Regions from separate parts of the Gossypium arboreum genome. Here region 2 is linked to region 1. Evidence: chromatin contacts called from public Hi-C data. All regions are on one chromosome and are shown on one strand. Each heading gives the region's core, a stretch centred on a gene start, on an enhancer-like site or on the middle of the called end of the contact. The rest is flanking DNA. Distances are from core to core; before and after follow the strand shown. Region 1 has its middle 180 kb from the start of LOC108482421. Region 2 has its middle 45 kb from the start of LOC128290928.

Region 1 (6,567 bases), core at 2,478-4,977:
AAAAGTTATTTTCCCTAAAATTATAATAATTAATATTAAAATTTATAATATAAATTCAATTAACTGAAATAAAAACAATTAATTTTTAATATTATTAAATAAAAATTTTAAAATCCAACATTAATATTACAAAATATTAATTTTAAAATCTCCGTCCCTTCGTCATCCTTCATACCAGGAAAAGTAAAAATGCAAGCTTGCAGATTCCAACTCCATCCGGCCACCACCCCACCCATACCCAAAGTACCCAAAGAAGACGGTCTTCTTTTCCGCCAAAAGCTCCTGTACCTCCAATCCTTAAACATCAATCCCCACAAAGCTCTCAACTTAACCCTTCCCTCCGTTCCACCCCACTTTCCTCTCTCCTTTCCCTCGAACGCTCCCTCACTTCGGTCGGCCTCTCTCGCCCTTCCATCGGCCGTATCTTGGACATGTGCCCCCTCCTCCTTACCTCAAACCCTCTCCCTCCCATTAACTTCCTCCTCCACGAAGTCCCCCTCCCTTTCCCTCACCTCCCTCTCTCCCTCACCCGTTGCCCTCGCCTCTTAGTCTCCTCCGTCCCCACCCAACTCCGCCCAACTCTCCGTTTCCTCACTTCCCTCGGCCTCGTCCTGAATTCCCATACTACCCTTCTCTTAGTTTCCGACGTGGAAAACACCTTGAAACCGAAAATTAACTTCCTTCAATCTCTGGGTTTTGACGAGCCGGAGGTGAACCGGATGGTGGTGGGATCACCCGGGCTGTTGACTTTGAGTGTGGAGAATAATATGAGTTCTAAAGCTGAGTTTTTCTTGGAGGAAATGGAAGGTGACTTGGAGGAATTGAAAAGATTTCCTCAGTATTTTTCGTTTAGTTTAGAGAAAAAAATTAAGCCGAGGCATAGAGCTTTAGTGGAATATGGGTTCAAATTGCCATTGTCAAAGATGTTAAAGATTAGCGATGGAGAATTGAATGCTAGATTGATTGAGATGCGACTGCAAAGAGTTCATAAAAGATAGCTTTTTCCTTTTTCTAGATTTCATCTGTTCCTTTTGAGCAATTGTTGATATTTACTAGGTTTCCCATTGAAGAATGTGTATTTGTAACATAGTGACTTTAATTTTAAGCAGCCATGTGCAATTTAAAGATATTTCAGTCATTTGCTGGTATGTGCTCTTTTTACTTTGTATATGGTACACTGTCTATCACTCTTGTATCTTGTAGAGATTGCTCAGCCTAATATGTCCTAGGTCCCTTGGAATTTGAAATCCAAAATGAGATTGAAATGGTGGTTTACTTTGGTTCCGAAGGAGAAGCATATTGAAATGCAGTTACTATTTAGGAGCCTGAAGTTTTTAATTTGTTTCAATGGCGTGCCAGATTTGTAATATTTACTGCTCTATGTTTTATAAATACAATGGTTTTGAGTCTCAGAGGGTTCTCAAAATTCTACTTTGATCATTTCCTTATCTCTTTTTATTCCCCGTCTCTCTAAATTCCACTGATACTTGATCTTTATTTAATGATGTTGTTAATATGGTTGAAGCTAGCTATTAACACATCGTTGGTTTTCCAGGCCATAAAAAGTGTGAGCTTAGAGATCAGTATGGCTAATTGTTTGGTTTCTGCTTCTTCATTTTATCATTGCTTGGAATTTTGACTCATACCATTGCAGTTCTTTCAATTATATATTTCAATAGCGTTGAATCTGTTTGTGGTAAGGTGGCTTATGCTTTAATTTGTCAACTTGAGGAATATAGCCTGCTGGAAATGCTAGAATGCTCTGCTATGATGATACTTAGACTTGAGGGATTACAAGGAAGCAACGTAGCTAAAATACATTTTGTGAATAGGGTGAAATGGATTGAAGGTGCTGCTAATTATTTCTGAAGTCTACAAGATCATGCTTAATACGATAATAACAAATCAGGACTTGCCTGTGGTTGTTACCCTCCAATGGAAGATCAATGTTCACAGTTTAGTTGTCCCCTCTTCTCTTGGCCTTGTTCGTATTCAGTAAAAACACCAAGGTACGGAGTTTTGCAACTGCACAATCAACAATCATCTCGAAATCGTTTTAGCTGTTGATTTTGCAGTTGCAGAACTCCGTACCTTGGCGCCTTGCCATATGATGGTTGCAATGTCTTTAACACAAGGCATTTCAGAAAGTTGAATTTGAACAACCAGCCATGACATTTTGAGTGTTAATAAACAACTAGATACTGTATAAAACTTATAATAACATAAGCTGTCATGCTATATGTTGTCTTTAAAGCTTTCTGCCATTAATATAACTGACTTGGCCTCCATGAAAATTTGCCATTTCTCTTTGGAGTGTTTGGATCAGTGTTCTTTCTTGTTTCAGTAGAATCTTTGTATTGTTGAAATAGACATCGTATTGCTTCATACTGGCTTGGTCGATAATAGAAGCAAAATTCATACAATTTAATCACTTAAGTTTACCAAGATTGCTAGGTGAATGTTGGAAGTGGCAATCAATGTTCCATGAGGACTAACCACTCTGTACTACAACAGTTGAGGGCCTCAGCGATAATTGCCTAATTGCCCCTTTTATGGGCAATATCTGTTCATAGGTTATAAACTGATGTGATGCCTTGTGGAAGGGAAACCTTAAACGTTTGCAGAGAAAAGAATGGTTAATTGTTTGGCTAGGTTTAGAATCCATTATTCTACAGCTAAAATTTCATTCATTTCTCCATGGAGAACGGTTAAGAAGGCTTAGCTTTCAGTTAGCCAATTATCTTTAATAAAGTATCACAGCACCATGCTGTCTAGGCGTAGGAGAGCAGTTTTATTAGTTTTGACCCCACATTTCCTTGCAGAGGGAAGATGAACATCGACCCATATCAACTGGTCTTTTGGTTTGTCAAGGCTGTTGTTTTGGTGCATAATTTCGCCAATTATTAACCTCACCTTGCGTTTCCTTATGTTTGGTTTCTTTCTTAATAAGGTTCTAGCACGTATCCCTGTCATATATTGTATAGTATGCCATATCCATTCTGAAAGTTATACATCGGAAAGGAAGGAAGCAATGGGCACAACACACAAGCCTTTGTTTTAGGGTGTCGGAAGGACCATGAACCGTTGGGCCTGCTTTGCTTGTTTGGAACAGCACCATGGAGGGTCTACGCACGTGGCGGATAGGTACACTCGCTTGTTCCTCTTTGCTCAGATATACAAATATATATAAATATATATATAGAGAGAGAGAGAGGGAGGGAGAAAAGATAATAGACTTTAAACACAGTAGCAGAGAAGCTGTGTAACATAAACTATCGGGTACGAACAATTCTTCCATGTTAGTAAAGCTGTCTCTCTTTTCCCCAATCAGTGAAAGAAGATCTCAAACAAAATCAGCCACCCCCGTATGCACAGTTACTTGACTTGTTGCTGCCCCTGGCCCCCCATTGGCTATTTCTTTACTGTGCCTCTTGGATTTACTTTCCCTTGGTGCTGATTATCATTCAAGTTGGGTGTAGGAGGAAAGTGGTGGGTCTTTTTCAAAAGACCATACAATCCATTTACTATGAATTTTGATCTCTCATCTTTACATTAAGCCTCTCTTCGGTTTCTGATCCGTCTGTTTCAAGATGGATAACACATCAGTTTTTTGTAAGCTTATACAATAAAAAACTAATACGAAGAAAACGTAAATAAACCCAACTTGTCAAATCCATAGACTTTTCAGTGTACTAAAGCTCCATTCACATCCCTTCCCTGCCGTCCCTCTCGCACTGACTTCAGCCTTTCATCTACTTCCTTGGTATTTGGGTTGGAGATATGTAACTTCATGACCCGAACAACTACGGTATAAAACTAGTACTGAAGTATTTCACAATGTTTGGTAACTGCTTTTTTGTAGGCTCCATTTTAGGGTTCTGCTATTACATGGTAGAATCCTGCTAAAACCTAAATGCAATCCAATTATCCAAAACAAGGATCCTGCAAAATGCAGTCAAATTCATTTCGCTTGATTCTTTGGCATTTTGCTCTTCTACTTCCATGGTGTTTGAAGCTGAATACATACACATGCATATATATGCTATGATTCTAGGCTTTATTGTCAATTTATGCCAACAATCATGGCAGAAGAAAATTTGACCAGAGGCTGGACTAATTAAAGAAGATATGAAACCAATATTGCTTTAATGAATCTTCCTCTACCTTGTTCTTTTCTTTATCCCTTGTCTAGTAAGAGAAGCATTTATGTGGTGCATCCCTCGCTCATCTTAAAAAACATAGGTCTTCATAAGTTACTACTATCCCATACAAACTCGGGCCTTGCCTTGCTCTTGGAAATGGTCTCCAAAACCATCTTAGCATCAATTTAATGTTGTTGTTGCCGTTGAGAAACGTTTTTAAGAAAATTGGTTTGGAAGACAAGTACAGTGAGAAAATACGGTGAAAATGGAGAGATAATCGCAGTATTACAATAAAAAATTGTGGTGGAAAACCAATAAATGATTGGAAAAAGTGTTGGTGGACTTTCTCTCTGGGCACGAAAACCGAATTCGAATACTAAAGTTAGCATTATTGAAAAGATTTTATTTGAATATTATTTTGACTCGAGTAGAATTAGACTTAAGTTGTATATAGAGGAAGATACTTATGATTATACAATATATATATATATATATATATATATATATAGTGGAAGATTAAAACAATCTTTTAAACATGATATCTGAAACTAAAAAATTAATTAAATTAAATAATATTTAAATAATTTAAAATAATGATAATAATTTTACTAAAAAACTAAAAACATTTAGATATTTACTTTTGCGTTTAAGTGGAAAAGTACTTATTGATAACATTTTAAACTCCAAAATTTAGCATTATTTTAAAGTTAAATTAGCCAAATATGTTGAATAAGTTTGTTAATTGGCCATACATGTAACAACTCGATTTTGGGGCTAGTCGGAATAGTGGTCTCGAGACCACAAATCCGAAGTCAAAGAAATTATTTTATTAATAATATAGGGTCTTAGCATGTTTATATTAGTGCATGAAAAATTTGGTGAGTTAATTTTAACGTTTATGAGCCCAATTGCGAAAAAGGACTAAATTGCATAATATGTAAAAGTCCTAATTTGATAGCTAAAGGTGTTATTTTATTAGAGAATAAAATTTGAGGGATTTTAAAGGGCAATTAGACCCTTTTAAAGGAGCATAGGTGGCCATAGAGTCAAAGAGAAGACAAAATTTTAAAATTTGGTGGGTTAGGTGGCTTATTTTGACTAAAATAGAAATAGATAAAAGAAGGATGATATCATCCCTTTTCATCTTCTTCCTCCACCGAAATTTTCAAAAAATAATGGGGTTTAAGAGCTTGAAATTTAAGCAACTTTAAGCCTTCATAAGTTAGTGATCCTAATGACTTTTCTTAAATATTTTTGTACTTTTAAGATCCTTGAAGCATAAGCTTTCAAATGGGGGTACTATTTTGCAAAATGATTAAGAGTCTAGGGTTTTGTCATGAAAGGATTTGAGATGTTTGCTGAGTTTTTATGGAAGAAAATGAGTCTTGGGTGTCTGATAAACAATTTTTGTGATAGGTGTTAGCATGAAAACACCTAAAAGGACTAATGTGCATAAGTTGTAAAATAGATAATAAATATATAAAATAGTCAGAATTTGGAGTTGCTATAAGAGTCAAAGAGGTTTGGTTAGTCTTGAGAAATAAAAAAATTAGATAAAAATTGATTTTCGAGCCTAAGGGTAAAATTGTCATTTTGTCAAGGTCTAGGGGCAAAATGGTCATTTTACCAAAGAAGTGAAATTTCGATTGCCTAATTTTATTTAGTGATTAAATAAGTGTATTTTGCTATTATAGATCAAGAAATACTGAATTCAAACCTAGACCGAGCGAAAGCCAAACAAATCGACTAAATCGACTAGTTGCCACATTTTGTAATCCGATGTAAGTTGTATGTAAATAATACAACTTCATGATGATATATGTGTTTGAATTGTAACGAAATTATTATAGCATGAATTGCTTGACTTATGGAAATGAGAAAATGTGATGAGAATAGAGATAGTAAAATTCCCGTTAGAACTTAGGGAAATAAATCGGATATTCATGCCATGACGATGGGGTCATTTGTGAGAGCTAGTGTAAGACCATGTCTGGGACATGCATCAGCCTCGAGACGTAAGCCAGTGTAAGACATGTCTGGGACATGCGTTGGCTACGAGATGATAGTCAGTGTAAGACCATGTTTGGGACATGGCTTTGACTTGAGATATAAGCCAGTGTAAGACCGTGTCTGGGACCTGGCATCGGCATCTTACCCCACATTTGAGGCTATGTTATATTCAATAGCATTCCGAATGGTTCAACGGTGGAAGTTCTAATTTCTAGTTAATGAGGAAAGTATAACCGTGTTGTGAGTGATACAGGTACCTATTTGATATGTATAAAATGTGAGCCCCATTAAATGCTATATGATGTGTATTGAGTATTAATAAGTAAGTTTTACTTATGCCCACTTGTGTATTATGATACTTGTTGATGAATGGCAAAATATTATTGTGTAATTATTTATATGCAACTTACTAAGC
Region 2 (6,567 bases), core at 1,657-4,156, 290 kb after region 1:
CTACTTTCTCTTTTCCCCTGTCCAACCTTGGTTCTCTATGCTCTTGAGCTAAAATCAACAAATTTAACTTCTCAATCAAACACATACGTATGGCAACCATATACATTTCAAAAGCTAATTCATTCGCATCATTTGTCCACTTAAGTCTATCACCATTTCATTTTTAAATTCATGTATTTTGTAATTCACATTCAAACACTCAATTATACCTTAACTTATCCATTTCTTTCATTTAAACAACCCACATAACTCATTCATTCATGAACACATTCGGCACTATGCATCTTTACAAATATTTCATTTAAACAATTTTGGCCACCTTAAAATCAATTCATGCACTCACAATTTAAATAGATTCACTACTTCACAATCGGTCAATTAATTATACAATTAACTATAGCCGAATACCAATCAAATAGATATTTGTTCACATTTCTTTAACACATATTTATCAACTAGTCTATGTATTAGCTTTTAGCATATTCGGCCATGAGAGCAACCTATTTAATTTTCATGCATTCTTTTCTAAGGTTACCAAGACCATCCTATGATTAAATATATACATCATCTTTCATAATACACGAAATTCCTATTAAAACTCTCATACATATACATTTCATGCGAGCACATAACACCATGACCGAATGCTCTCATCTTTTATTTATTCAATTAAACCATTCCTTGACCAAATATTACATTCGACCATGGAATAAGCTAATTTAACAAATAAACACATACTTCCAACAATTAACAAGAATTTTTACAACTTAACACCAATACCCGAATAACATTTTAAACACTTATTTAATTCATTAACTATTTGATCATTCGGCAATTATATCTCCCATTCAAGCCTTATTTTAAACTACCATGTACAATTCTTTCATTATACTATAATAGCCGATTACCATCTATCTATCTAACCACAACTATCCTTATTCATCAAGCTCAACTCATCTATCATCACATTTAATACCAAAAACATCAAACACCTTCAAAGACACTCAAACAACCCATAGCCGAATGCATCACTTCAAACCAATAACAAAAATTGAGTCATGGGCTATGAAAAGAGCTTAGCAATTAACTCAATTTCACATAAATTATCAAGAAATAAAATCAAACATACCTCCAATTAGATTCACCAATGCCGAATATCAAAGAGCCTTTTGTTTTACCTTGTTCTTTAGATTTCGGCAAATGAAAGAAAGAATGGATGAAAACTTTGTTTTCATCACCTATTTACTTTTATTAATTATATATTTCCTCTTATAAAATCATTAAATATTATAATACTAATTTGGAATGAATATAATATCCATTAAGTTATTATTTTACTAATACAAAATACATATATTACTTATCATTTATCATCATTGCTGTCCACTAATTTAATAGTGGTCCATTTGACATGCAAGTCCTCCTTGTAATATACCATGCATTATTCGGCCCTCTAAATTCTACCTATCACATTTTTAATTTTTATCACACAAGTCCTTTTTAACAATTTCACATCCAAATGACAAAATCAAAGCATGAAATTCTCACACATGCAATTTCACTTGTAATAGACATATAATATAACATTTAATTATTTTTGTGACTCGATTTTGTGGTCCCGAAACCACTTTTTGAGTAGGGTCAAATTAGGGCTATCACACACCAGTTGCTATCGGAAAAAACTATCAAGCCAAGGTGATTTCGAAAAGGTGAATGAATCAACCTATAGAAGCTTGATAGGATGTTTGCTCTATTTGACAGCCACAGGACCAGACATCATGTTTGCTGTAGGTCTCCTATCTAGGTTCATGCATTGTTGCAATGCAAGTCATTTTCAAGTTGCTAAAAGAATTCTCAGGTATATCAGAGGTACACTGAGTTTTGGAATCATGTTCACCAAGGTTGATAGCATGAAGCTTCTTGGTTATGCTGATAGTGATTGGGCTAGATCGATAGATGATATGAAAAGTATTTCAGGGTATCTGTTTACCTTGGTTCAACTATTTTTTGTTGGATTTCAAAGAAGCAAAGTGTTGTTGCTCAATTGACAGCTGAGGTAGAGTATGTGGCAGCTGCATGAGCTGTTAACCAAGTTATTTTGGCTAAGAAAAATCATGGCAGATTTGAATCTACACTAAAGGGAAGTAATAGAGATCAAATGTGATAACCAATCTGTTGTTGCAATTGTAAAGAATCCAGTGTTCCATGGGAGAACAAAGCATTTCAAGATAAAGTTTCATTTTATTAGAGAAATGGAACAATCTCAAGAAGTTAAACTGATTCATTGCAATTCTGAAGATCAATTAGCTGACATCTTGACAAAGCCTCTTTCTGTGTCAAGGTTCAAAGATCTGAGGGCAAAGTTGGGAGTTTGTAGCATGCAAGCCAATGAGGAGTGTTGAAGTTGGCTTCCATGCAAGACAGGGAGTAGCACAAGGAGCAGACCATATAGCCCGAGCCATGCATGTTGCAGCTAGAGCCTATACTGCTTATTTTGTTCTTCAAGGAAATATTTGGTTACTTAGTTAGATTTGAACTAAATTGGTAACATATTTGATGTAATTAGATGCTGATGGATTGATAAATCAGCTTTACTATGTGTGCAAGTTATGTTTATCAATTTACTAGGTTACTTAGTGTGTTAGGTAAATGTTTAGGTGACATTTGCTTATTTTGACTAGCTTATTGACTGGTATATGTAATGGCTTTATGCCACAATTCATTTGTAATGAAATCTTTCAAAAATTCTAGCCACAATTCATTTGTAATGAAATCTTTCAAAAATTCTTCTTCATTCTCAAGTTTTTTTTTTTTTTTACTTAAGTTCTTAAGCTGATTTTGAATGTTTTCCTCAGCAAGACATCGAACCTTCTAGCTCAAGTTTCTGTCAAATTTCTTAGTTCCAACACACGCCCTCCTGTTTCATAAATTTAGACCTTTATGAAGGCAATGAGCTTTTAAACTCTTTGAGACTTCGCATTGAATTAGTCCATTTATGGAGCGTTATATCCTTAAATTTAATGGTCAAGCTTAAATGCACATGACCAAGCATTTATGGACATGGGCATCCATCATCACGTGATGAAGGATTGGTTTTGCTGACGCTTGAGTGAAGATATGAGGGTAAAACAAATCCCTGTACATTTACTAAATTATCATGCTGTGACGTAATGTATAAATTCAGTGTTATTAAGTTGAACAAAGATCATACCGAACAACGATCTCATTCATAATGGTATCGTAATGTATATTACTATATACTAGGTATTTAGCCGACGCGTTGGACAGCACGACACCAAGACAAAAGAAATGGGGGCAACCCCAAGCATCCTATGTTTAATGTTTAAAAACATTGATTGCCAGTTCACACCGAAACCTCTTTCTTCTGCCTTTAGAGGGATCCATGCAAATTGCAATAGTTGGTGTATACACGTGCAAAAGCAGGGACCACACTTGCAGATACAACGCAGAGACGAAAGTGGTAGAACTTAGCAGAAGAAAACAAGAAAGCTCAGTGACAGCTTTGATTTTGGGCAGAGATCATATCCCAGAATTGCTGCTGATTTTGCTGATGATGATCAGCCAATAGCCTTATCTCTCTCTATATAAATATATAATATACACAAACACATAAATGCATGATGATATCAATATTCTCGAAATATACTGCAAAAGTATTTCTACCTGCCACTGTTTTACTACTACAATAATTGATGGTGTTTGAACAGTTGGAGCCCGAGTGATACATTGTCCTTTTGGCTTTTACCTGGAAAACATAACAACTATGTCCTTTTCCCTTCTGAAAGTCATAAATATAGAGGCATTTGCAGTTTTGAAATATATGTATTTATACACTAGTTTATTTATTAAACATTTTTTTTAAAAGAAAGGTTTAATGCACATTTTAGGGATATCGCTCTTCCCATTTTATCCTTAAAGTTTTTTAGCCAAATTACTTAGGTGAGTTTGGATAGATAATTGAGTGTGATGCGGTATATTTAGTTTGCTTTTTGTCTCACACTACAATATCTATTCTCATCGGTACCGCTATTTTTACACTAACCACAGATAAATACACCACATATCCAAACCCATCTTTAATGTTATCAATATTATCTTGAGACATTTAATCCATCATATGCTACCATGTGCCATATGATGGTGTTATCACAATATCATTTGAAAATCCTTAAAAATCTTAAAAATAAAAGTTTATAAAAATTAAATAATATTATTTAAAAATTAAATAATATTAAAAATATAAAAATAATAAAAGATACTGAAAACTTTAAAATATTAATATTTTAATATTTTTAAAATTTTATAAATAACATTTATTAGAGTTTGAACATGATGTAATCGTCTCTTGGAAGGATACCACTTACGATAATTGTTTTATAATTCAATGAATTTATAATTGATAGAATTTTTCTCAAATTATTTAAATAATAAAAATTAATTTATCACCTAAAAGATTAATTATCGTAGCTAATATATTTCAAGAGACAATGGTTTCGTGTTCAAGCTCTATTAAATGTGATTTATAAAATTTTAAAAATATTAAAATTTTAAAAATATTAAAATTTTTAATATCTTTTAAAAGAATTAAGTATTTTTATTTTTTAATTTTATATTTTGATAAAATAATTTCTCTAGTCCCTCTTGATTTCCAAATTTAGCAAATTAGTCCCTCTAAAAAAATGAAGCAATTTAATCCCTGCCAATTTTGAAAGTGAGCAGCTAAGCATAATTAATCATGACGTTAATGTCTTCCATTAATTGTGCATGTATTTTATTGATATAATAATAAATTTAGCCTTCAATGTTTATATATTTTGTCATTTTGGCCTTAATTCTACAAAATCCAACAAATTCAACGTCAACCTCGACATTTACACATTTACACAAAAGTTGTGGGATAAATTTGTTAAATTAAGACCAAATTGACATAATGTGTAAATTTTGAGGGTTAAATTTATTAGTATACCAATCAAAATAATGTACAATTGATGTAAAACATTAATGTCGTGATTAATTATTTGTAATTGCTCATTTTCGAAATTGAAAGGGACTAAATTGCTAAGTTTTTTTGAGAGGGACCAATTTGTTCGATTTTGAAATTGAGAGGGACTAAAAGGGTTTTTTAACCTTTTTTTTCTAGTTTTTAATAATTTTAATAAATTTCTTTTGTAAATTTATTTCTCTTTGAAAGATTTTTAAAGGTTTTTTGAACGATGATGTCACATTGATATCATTGTATGACACATGGTAGCATATGATTGGTTGAATATCCTAGTTGGTTTTTTTGAAAGTCTAAAGGATAAAATCAAGAATATCTAATAGAGTTAGGGACTAAATTGGTAACATCTGGCAAGGTTAGGGATTGAAGTGGGCCATTAAAAAACTTTAAGAACCAAAGTGGGAAAAGTGATATACTTCAAGGACTAAAGTGTACATTAAACCTTTTATTAATTATTATTCTATTTATTTTAATTATCTTTAATCTTTATATTCAATAAATTTTAATTAAAATAATAATAAAATTCTAATTAGTTAAAAATATTTTAATCATTATTAAATTAAATTATAAATTGCATTATGTTTTATTATAATAATATGTTTAAATAATATAATTTTCAAATTAATATATATATATATATATATATAAATTTATTTTAAGTTAATAGTACCACAATTACAATAGATAATAATTAGAACTAGAATTAGTTATTATATAACACAATTGGATTGATAATTAAAATATCTCCAAATCTATAAATATATATATATATATATATATATATATATATAGACCCACAAATGGCGGGACATAACTTTGTGATGAAATTTTTGTTCTTTCCTTTTGTTTTTACTTTTATATTTTGATCAATTTCTTTTCCACTAAACCTTCTAAATAATAGCGAATTAATTTTACATAGATATAATTTAATAAATTAATTTCAATAGTAATTAAATATATGATAAATGAATATAAAAATATGATTTGATTAGGTCAAGGCATAAAAATTTGATATAATGAAATGAAACAACGATAAAAGTGGAAATCTAGTTAATAGAAAGTTAAATAATGTCTTATAATATCATAAAGTGGAAAAAGTGGAGTGATATAAAATGATTGGTCAAATGTTGGCCAAGTGAAAACGATTATTGATTATTTATGTGAAAGTAAATTCATGATGTAATACACCTAGTTGAAAAGTGAAATTGTGAATCAATTGTGAAGTGATAATGAATTGGTGTTTATTGAGCATTTAAAAGTGATTTTGATTATATATGTGAACTTGATGTTCTTATAAGAGTGCCTATATGATCAATTGTGAAATTGAATTTTATATAAAGTGTACATAAAATGAATTGTATTTATAAACTTAGTAAAATAGCTAAGATATAATTGATATGTCAATAGAGACTAATGTATGCACGACTTGAAACGATCATGCATATTTAAACGATGATGTGATGTGATGCTTTTTAAGAATAGCACAAAAGTTGCATTGGGTCCCTCTTTTATGTGTAGTGTATAAGGATGCATTTTATGTGTAATAT

Evidence for each region. A called contact is a pair of places that touch in the nucleus more often than the background predicts.
Region 2: a Hi-C map of leaf shows a contact between it and region 1, with 2.1 times the contacts expected there. The contact joins two enhancer-like sites. A contact is called at or near these places in 2 of 5 Hi-C or Micro-C datasets (both in leaf).

The regions. Positions count from the first base shown.
Region 1 is chr3:46,025,039-46,031,605 of ASM2569848v2, forward strand. It overlaps the pseudogene LOC108471192. Among protein-coding and RNA genes, the nearest start is that of LOC108482421, 180 kb to the left of the region's middle. Within about 2 kb of position 3,728, at least 2 of the 2 cell types and tissues checked have an H3K27ac peak or open chromatin away from gene starts, as enhancers often do. A contact at or near this core is called in leaf, where this site is marked.
Region 2 is chr3:46,319,340-46,325,906 of ASM2569848v2, forward strand. No RefSeq gene overlaps it. Among protein-coding and RNA genes, the nearest start is that of LOC128290928, 45 kb to the left of the region's middle. Within about 2 kb of position 2,907, at least 2 of the 2 cell types and tissues checked have an H3K27ac peak or open chromatin away from gene starts, as enhancers often do. A contact at or near this core is called in leaf, where this site is marked.